Linked DNA regions of Mus musculus: region 1 is linked to region 2. A link is a contact called in public promoter capture Hi-C data. All regions are on one chromosome and are shown on one strand. The core of a region is the stretch at or near the end of the contact, and the rest is flanking DNA. Distances in the headings are between cores, read along the strand shown.

Evidence for each region. Capture Hi-C pulls out chosen DNA fragments and counts their contacts.
Region 1: a contact with region 2 is called in a promoter capture Hi-C map of adipose tissue. The contact joins two enhancer-like sites. A contact is called at or near these places in 3 of 39 promoter capture datasets (frontonasal cranial neural crest, hematopoietic stem and progenitor cells and pre-B cells) and 3 of 9 other capture datasets (adipose tissue, liver and pancreatic islet).

What each region holds. Positions count from the first base shown.
Region 1 is chr2:120,642,745-120,647,380 of GRCm38.p6, reverse strand. The region is part of intron 3 of Stard9 (START domain containing 9); the gene reads right to left. Among named protein-coding and RNA genes, the nearest start is that of Stard9, 16 kb to the right of the region's middle. Within about 2 kb of position 3,335, at least 58 of the 459 cell types and tissues checked have an H3K27ac peak or open chromatin away from gene starts, as enhancers often do. A contact at or near this core is called in adipose tissue, where this site is marked.
Region 2 is chr2:120,536,855-120,541,583 of GRCm38.p6, reverse strand. Zfp106 (zinc finger protein 106) reads left to right here. Exons shown (of 22, transcript NM_011743.3): 4 at 2,092-2,289. Among named protein-coding and RNA genes, the nearest start is that of Zfp106, 25 kb to the left of the region's middle. Within about 2 kb of position 1,608, at least 151 of the 459 cell types and tissues checked have an H3K27ac peak or open chromatin away from gene starts, as enhancers often do. A contact at or near this core is called in adipose tissue, where this site is marked.

The DNA.
Region 1 (4,636 bases), core at 2,086-4,585, 100 kb before region 2:
TCAATAAATTTAGGATCTACCTCATTACAAAGAGAGCAATCATACTGTGACTCAAATGTTTAAAATGTTTGTATTAGCATATATTAACTATACATAATGGGTCCCATTATGAATCTTACATACTATATTTCAATTATACTCACCCAGCTAATCTCCCTTTCTTCTTCCCTCATACTAAATCCCTCTCACTTCCTCTTCCTAACTCCTCCCTTTTTACTTTCATGTCTCTTCCTCTGCTCTTTTATTTTTCAAGGAATTACAGAAATGTGCACTTTATCCGTGGCCACTCCACTGAAGACAATGTCTCTCTCTCCTACCATTGTTAACTGCTAAAAAATCCTCAAGCAAGGGTGGAGCCCTACAGCCCTTCTGGCAGGCTCAATGTAATCCAGCTTGTATGCAAGTCATCACAGCTGCTTTGAGTTAGAGTGCAGCAACCACGTCGCAGCTGGAAGTCAGCACCTCACACCCTTTATCTTTCTCCAGCTCTTACTCTTTCCTCCCCATCTTCTCTAATATGAACGAACTAGAGTTTTTGAGACTTGTCTTAGTTAGGGTTTCCATTGTTGTGAAGAGACACCATGACCAAGGCAACTCTTTAAAGAACATTTAATTGGGGCTGGCTCACAGTTTCAGAGGTTCAGTTCATTATCATCAAGGCAGAAAGCATGGCAGCATCTAGACAGGCATGGCACTAGAGGAGCTGAGAGTTCTACACCTTGTTCTGACGGCAAACAAAAGACTGACTCCCACATGGCTAGGAGGAGGATCTCAAAGCCCACCCTCACAGTGACACACTTCCTCCAACAAGGCCACACCTCCTAATATACCACTCCCTGGACCAAGCATATTCAAACCATCATAACACTCTTTCTTCCCATCACTGAGAATAAAAATTATCTGCCCCCCCCCCAATGCCCTTTGGTTTTTTGAGACAGGCTCTGGATGTCCTGGAAATAACTATGTTTACATAGACCAGGCTGGCCTTACAGAGATCCACTCACCTCTGCCTCCCAAACGCTGGGATTAAAGGGAGATGCTACCACACCTGGTATACGCCTCCCTTGAAATTTCATCAAATACTTGCTTAAAATGTGTGTTATTTTCCACATTATGGAACTGAGGAGGATAGCTCAATAGATAGAGCACTCATAGCTCCAGCATCTCTGTCTTAAAAATAATAATTTTTTTAAATAAAAAATCTAGGTTGGTATAGTAACCACCCGTACTCCCAGCATTTAGGAATCAGGAATGGGGGAGTCCCTACAGCTAGGTAGGTAGGGCAGCTAGATTTGGTGAGCCTGGGTTCAGAAGAGACCCTACCTCAAAAGAAAAAAAAAAAGTGGAGAACAATTGAGAAAAGCCTACAAACACAGCTAGACTATGGCAGAATCATCTTCTCCTCCTCTTCCTCCTCCTCCAAATAATTTTGCTTTCTTTTGTTTTGATTTATAATCTTTTTTACTTACTGTTTGACAATGTATCATGATAATATCCACCACACACAAAACCCTATCATGCTCAAGGCCCTTGGGCATGTATGTGCCTTTCCCACCTTCCTGTTCTTCATGCTGTTTTTCTTGTTGCTGGTCACAAAAGAGAGAAACATCAGCCCCACACTTCTTCATGCTTCTCTGAACAATGCACTCAGGAGCACTGTGTGCTAGGTGTGCTGGCGTATGCCTATAATCCCAGCATCGAGGCAAGAAGACTGAAAGTTCAAGGCCAGCCTATGCTACATAATGACACCATCTCTCCCAACTCCATTCCCCCACAGAAGTGGCCTTTTGTTGATCAGCTGTGCTGGCTCTCTAAACCAAAGACTACTGAGACAGTGCTGACTTGGACCGGACTTGCTCCAGAGCGTAAAGGGGGAAGATTTAGCACCTGGGGAGGCTGAGCAAGAAAGAGGCTTCCTCTGGGGAAACCAGTAGCTGTCAGCCAGGCTGGACACAACTATCTACTGTGACAGATATATAGACACTTTGTTTAAAAGGCTACCTTTGGAGCCAGCAAGATGAAGAAGCTCTTGCCAAGCCAGCCTCGGCACTTGAGTTCAATGCACAGGACCCTCCAAAGGGCAGAAGGAGAAAACTGACTCTCCAAAGCTGTCCTCTGACCTCCACACGAACTCAGTGGCATGCATGTGTAAATAAAAGAGAGTTTGGGTCTTTTAAAGGGCTACTTTCTCCTCTTGCTTAGAAGATTTTCCAAATCACTTTCCCACAGACTCTTCAGAGCAGTCATCGCCATTGGCAGGTGCTTCTTCTTTAATCAGTTGACGACCCCAATGGACCTCAGAACAAGCCCAAGTGTGAAGAGCCGGATGAGAGCCTAAGACCAGTTCTCAGCATTGCAGATGCAAGCGAGACCACCTGGGTAACATCAAGGACAACCGTCTCAGAAACTGTCTATCAAGTGTTCCTCTCTCACAGACACTGGGTAACATCAAGGACAACTGTCTCAGAAACTGTCTATCAAGTGTTCCTCTCTCACAGACACTGGGTAACATCAAGGACAACTGTCTCAGAAACTGTCTATCAAGTGTTCCTCTCTCACAGACACTGGGTAACATCAAGGACAACTGTCTCAGAAACTGTCTATCAAGTGTTCCTCTCTCACAGACACTGGGTAACATCAAGGACAACTGTCTCAGAAACTGTCTATCAAGTGTTCCTCTCTCACAGACACTGGGTAACATCAAGGACAACTGTCTCAGAAACTGTCTATCAAGTGTTCCTCTCTCACAGACACTGGGTAACATCAAGGACAACTGTCTCAGAAACTGTCTATCAAGTGTTCCTCTCTCACAGACACTGGGTAACATCAAGGACAACTGTCTCAGAAACTGTCTATCAAGTGTTCCTCTCTCACAGACACTGGGTAACATCAAGGACAACTGTCTCAGAAACTGTCTATCAAGTGTTCCTCCCTCACAGACAACCTCTTCTCAGCCTAGACCCGCAAGGCTCCAGATATCCCAGAAATTCCTATTACCCTTGACTCACTCAGGGGAAAACAAAACAAAACACACAAACAAACAAACAAACAACCACTTCAAACTATGTTTCGCATTTTAAAACAATTCTCCAGGCTTCCTGCCTATTTTTGTATAGGAATTTGGCCCCAGCAGCAACCTCCAGTGTCAGGGAACTCTGTTCCTCAGATGTTTCTATGAATCTAGAAGCTAATCTTCTAAGAGTCACAGTGAAGTTTAAGGGAAGGGGGAAAAACAAGTCAGACAATGCCAAAAGAATGATCTTATTCCTTCCAAGTCCAGCACAGGGCCACGCTTAGGGAGCCGAGCAGCTGCGCTGCTGGCAGAGGCTGCAAACTGCAGTGAATGGCTCACGCCTCTCTCCCTACCCCTCGCAGGCCTGCCAAGCCCCATCCAGTTGCTGTACAAAAGGGCTTTTTCTTATAAACGTCTCTCCCTTTTACTTCTGACGCCATCTTGAATGGAAAGAAACAACACTAGGGATGGAATGTACATAGCTCTGCAAATATTCATGAGAAAATTCTCTGACACCCACATGTGGCTGAGCTCCCCCAGCCCATGCATGAGCCTAGGAAAAGGCAGAGAAACTCTGACATCTGTGTTATAACCAAAGCAACTGGGATGCTGCCTTATAATGGGCAACAAGGTTCACGAAGGTGAGCCTAGGAATGTAGCTCTGGGCAGAATTGTGTGCCTGGCACATTAAAAAAAAAAGTACTAGGATCAATTCTGAATGCTACAAAAAAGAAAAAAAAAAGATTAGGGTCTGCTTTTGTTTGTTTTTACATTTTATTATTTTTATGTATATGAGTGTTTTACTTGCATGCATGTCTGTCTGTGCACAGTACTCTCAGATGCCAGAAAGAAGACGTCTTTGGATCTCCTAGAACTAGAGTTACAGATGGTTATGAGCTACCATGTGGGCACTAGGAATCGAACCTAGGCCCTCTGGCTGGAGCAACAAGTGCTCTTAACGGATGACCCATTCCTCCAGCCTTAGACACAAGTTCAGTTGCCAGCATCCACATCATGCTGCTCAAAACCACGTGGAACCTCAACTCCAGGGGGTCCAGCACCCTCTCCATGTGGAACCTCAACTCCAGGGGATCCAACACCCTCTTCATATATGCTCACACACAAACCCGTCATTAAAAATAAAAACAAAACTGTCTCTGTCACCCACCGAATTGTTAATTGAACAATTAATTTATAGTCATTACTAGGTCATTTAGGACATGTAGCACTAGAAAGATAGGAACAAACTGTGAAGGATGCCGCGTGCACAGGTCCAGACTCTGCTGTCACCAGTCAAGGATTTGATTGTTGGTGCTTCGCTCAGTTGTGAGACCTTAAGAAGCTGCTCACTCTCTCAAGAGCCTAAAGCTACCCTTAAATGGAGATATAACCACTCTGCAATGGAAATAATTCTAACAGTGCCTGCTGCTCCGTTTCTACTCCATTTTTGTCCTTTATATTTCTGCTCCTGATGTACCTCCAAAATCCCTTTTTGGTTTCTGCCACTTTCCCACTTTCTTTATTATTCTTTTCCCAAAGCTTTCATTCACTCTCCAAGTTCAGTGGGTGTCAGATCTTGTTACGGATGGTTGTGAGCCACCATGTGGTTGCTGGGATTTGAAC
Region 2 (4,729 bases), core at 359-2,858:
TTACATTTCAATTGTTATCCCCTTCCCTAATTTCCTCTCCGAAAAATCCCCTATCCCCTCCACCCTCCCCTTGCTTCCCAACCCACCCACTCCTGCTTCCTGTCCCAGGCATTCCCCTATACTAGGGCCTAGAACCTTCACAGGACCAAGGGCCTCTCCTCCCATTGATGACCGACTAGGCCATCCTCTGCTACATATGCAGCTAGAGCCATGAGTCCCACCATGTGTTTTCTTTGGTTGGTGGTTTAGTCCCAGGGAACTCTGGGGGTACTGGTTAGTTCATATTGTTGTTCCTCCTGTTTGCTTCTACTTAGTGCAATGCTGCAGATCAAACCTATTGCCTTATGCCCTGCACTCCCAATGCTACCTACCATTTCCTGTCCAACTGCATTGCATTTTGTTCCCTGCGATTTATTTTTTTGTATGTTAGTGTATTTATGTAGTAAATGCATACCATGTGAGAACCAGTGTCCACAGAGGTCAGAAATGGGTGTCAGATCCCATGGCCCTCAGAAATTCTCTGAGACAAGGAAAAATGTTCTTAACTACTGAGCCATCTTTCTAGCCCTCATGATTGTATTTTAAGATGTATCAGGCATTGTTTGAGTTTTTATAGTTTGTAACTAAGTAACATAGTGTTTTGCTTGGCATTTAGTAATTGTTGGTAAAGTGTTTGTTTTGCTTTGCTTTAAATGGGCATTCAAGTGATTTGTAACAGAAAGTGTCTTCTAGTAAATGAAGTGCTCAGTTTCAAGGACTTCTGTTAATTCATGTCAATTCTGCTTATTTTGATTGAGTTTGGTTAAAACTGGGGGTTGGGGGAGGTGACTGAGTGTGTTTCATAGCATGTGTCTGGAGATTTATATAGGCAGACAGATGTAGATACCCACATTGGTGTGGGAATCACAGAAATATCACTACTATAAACCCATAGCACAAGCACTTAGACTAAGTTTGAATTATTGGACAGCCACAGTTGCACGCTTCTCATTATTGTTGCACAGACAGATGACGTAATCAGGGGATTGAAAGAACTTAGAAACAGTTAAATTATTGATCTGCTACATATTAAAGAGGATTTAAGATTTTGATTCTTAAAACTGGCCAAACACAGTTGGAAAAATAGATAGCTCAGCAGTTAAGAGCACTGACCGCTCTTCCAGAGGTCCTGAGTTCAATTCCCAGCAACCACATGGTGGCTCACAACCATCTGTAATGGGATCCAATGCCCTCTCCTGGTGTGTCTGAAGACAGCTGCAGTGTATGTGTATATATATAAAAGAAATCTTTAAAAGACTGGCCAAAGAGGAGATTTTGCTATTGAGTCAAGTAGAAGAAAAAGTAGACAGAAGCAAGCCAGTCATCACCAGTTTAGGTAAAAGCCAATTTTGTGTGTATCTGGACTGCATCATTTTCTGAAACTGGAGAGAAAACATTTGCCTAACAGCTGCTAACTTCCTACATTTGACATGGTTTCAATTCCCTTTAAATAAGCCTGCTGAAGCAGTGTGTCACATGTATCATCCAGACTAAGAACATTTGCTACTACTGTCTCTTGCCAGGGTCCGGACTCTTCACATTCCAGGCAGAGTGCCAGCTGTTTAATTTTTAGTTACCAAGCTGAGATTGGCTGTTCCCCCTCCTCTTTGCTCCACCCCCAACTTTCACTGGAAGAGCACTTTAGAGCTGGAGATTAAATGGATGTGCTGTCACCAGGCTTTCTGAGTGCAGCTGCCATCATGGGTGTGCCCCAGAGCAGCTTGTCTTTGCTCTGAGCCCCCTGCCCTGCCTCCCCTTTCACCATGTTTCCTTCGGCAAGATTTTAAGTACAGCAATTCAAGAAGATTTCTCCTAAAGCCTATTAATTTGAAGTGTTTTACCTCTTGATTGCTGGAAAAGAATCTTAAATTTATTCCAAAGTAATTTATAAGCAAATATACTAACAGTGGTGAGAGGAGCACCGACTTGATTCCCTCTAACCTTCCACTGTGGCCATCTGCATACAGAGTCTTTCAGAGGCAACTAGCAATCTGGTGAGTGTGCCATGCCAGTGGGGAGCATTGAATGTCCTTCATCTCCCTCTTTCCCTAGGGACATTAGTCATGAGTGCCGAGTGTGCCGGGTCACAGAAGTGGGTCTCTCTGCATATGCAAAGCACATTTCTGGCCAGTTGCACAAAGATAATGTTGATGCCCAGGAAAGAGAAGATGATGGAAAGGAAGAGGAAGAGGAAGAGTATTTTGATAAGGAACTTGTTCAGTTAATACAAGAAAGAAAAGAACAAAGTCGGTAAGTTGGTTTGTTTTTAGTTTTGCTTTTTGAGATAGAATTAGATGTAGACAACTTCTCTGTCCTGAGGATGAGCCTCTAGAGCTTTGTGCAGCAAAGAGTACACTCTACTAAGTAAGCCTAAGCTACACTCAGCCTTGTGATTTGACATTGAAAGATAAGTAAGCCTGACTTTAAGACCCTTAAAGCTTAATCTTATTTTAAATATTAAGTTTTGTTTGAGTTTGCTATCTGAGGACTAAGGACTATGAAGTGCTTTTTTGAACTGTTATATTATCTGTCTTTAAACTCAGTCTTGTTTTTAGTCCTGAAAACTATGGTCTTGGTTACTGTGTCTTGAACTGTTCTTATTATCCAATTTTTCTATGAGAAAGCCGTAGAGTATAAGTAAAATGAATAGACATTTCATCTTTTATCATTTGTATTATTATATTTTTTGTTGCCCAAATAATATCTCTTAGGGGAAAGGATGACCTCTTATAAATTAGCATGGTGCTTTTCTTAAATCTGAATTTTACCTTTGGCATCCTAACAACTATACAGTGCCTGGTTCACTCTAGATGTAATATTAATATTACATTATATTAAAACATTAATATTTTAAGTTTGACAATAGCAAGACTATTTGAACAATATATGTTCCCTAATTGTTTTTCCTAATTTTGTATATCTGTGTTTATGTATTTATGTGTTAGGCATTTATGGTTTTACTTACCTGATTTTATAGCCTGAAGTTTTTTGTTTGTTTGTTTTTAATTGAGCCAGGCAGTCATGTAGCCATAGCAAGTTTTCAGTTTGCTCATAGCGAAAGATGATTCTGAATTTCTGTGTCTGTCTCCCTAGGTGGTGGGATTATAGGTGTGTGCTACGACTTATTTATTAATGTGACAGAGAATAGGAGAGAACAATTAATGAAGTCCACAAGTGTTAAAGTCCTTCTATGTGATGAGGAAACTTCCAACTCTAAATTTTAATGATTCTTCTTGAATATTATTTATACATACTCTGACCTGCTTTTTGTTAGAGATTTAAATATAGGTAGGAAATATGTAGTTTTACCCTAGATATTAACATTTTAAAAGTAAGTCCTTGAAAAAGACTTTCTTAGTCTTAAGATGCCCATAGCACCATGATTGTTGACCCCTTGGGCTGTGCGGTCCTTCAGATACTATTCTCATGACCTCAGTGCAGCTGGTGGAGCCTGCGCTTCTGTTTTAGGAAGTTAAATGGGTAGGACACTAATTTTTGTTTCTTTCATACACAACAAAACTATTATAGCTAAGCTATGTAAATGATCAACCATTATCAAAGGCTATGATTAGACACTGATATGCTTATTCTTTGAGTCTTATATGCCCCTGTAATGACATAATTATATGAAATCACCCACTTACTTTTATTGATTGATTGACTGACTGCTGCAGGGTCTCTTTAGATAGTCAACTCACATTCTTCTTAGCCCTGTTGCAAGTACTGAGCTTACAGGCAAGTGTTACCATGCCAGAGAGATGAATTTTTAATTCTTTTTTTTTTTTTTTTTTTAAAGATTTATTTATTTATTATATGTAAGTACACTGTAGCTGTCTTCAGACACTCCAGAAGAGGGCGTCAGATCTTGTTACAGATGGTTGTGAGCCACCATGTGGTTGCTGGGATTTGAACTGCGGACCTTCGGAAGAGCAGTCGGGTGCTCTTATCCACTGAGCCATCTCACCAGCCCCGAATTTTTAATTCTATATTGTGAAAAAGGAGCTAATTTATGTCCAGAATACTACAGGCATAAGGCCATTTAAGAGCCATCAAGATGGTTCTGTGGGTAGAGGAAATGCAGCCAAGTACTCTGCTCTCTTTTTTTTTTTTTTTTTTAAAGATTTATTTATTTATTATATGTAAATACACTGTAGCTGTCTTCAGACACTCCAGAAGAGGGAGTCAGATCTTGTTACAGATGGTTGTGAGCCACCATGTGGTTGCTGGGATTTGAACTCTGGACCTTCGGAAGAGCAGTCGGGTGCTCTTACCCACTGAGCCATCTCACCAGCCCAGTACTCTGCTCTCTTGATTGCACACATACACTATGGCATGCACATGTGCACACACAATCAGTTTTCTTTTAAAGGCTAATTAATTAAGGTCAGTTTTTAAGATGGTAGTCAATGTGTTTTGTTTGTTGAAGCAGTGTCTTGCTATGAAACCTTGGCTGGCCTGGTGCTCACAGCATAGACCAGGCTGACCTCAAACTCTGAGATGCTCCTACTTCTGCCTCTCAGTGCTGTAAGAGGTGTGTTATCACCACGCCAGCCTAAGGTGTTGCTTTGTATGTGTGTAGGTGTATGTGTGTCTATGCACCACACTCATGCCTGCTGTCCATGGAGGCCAGAAGAGGTGTCAGGTCCCCTGGAACAGGAGTTCCAGATGGTGATGAGTATGTGCTGGGAAT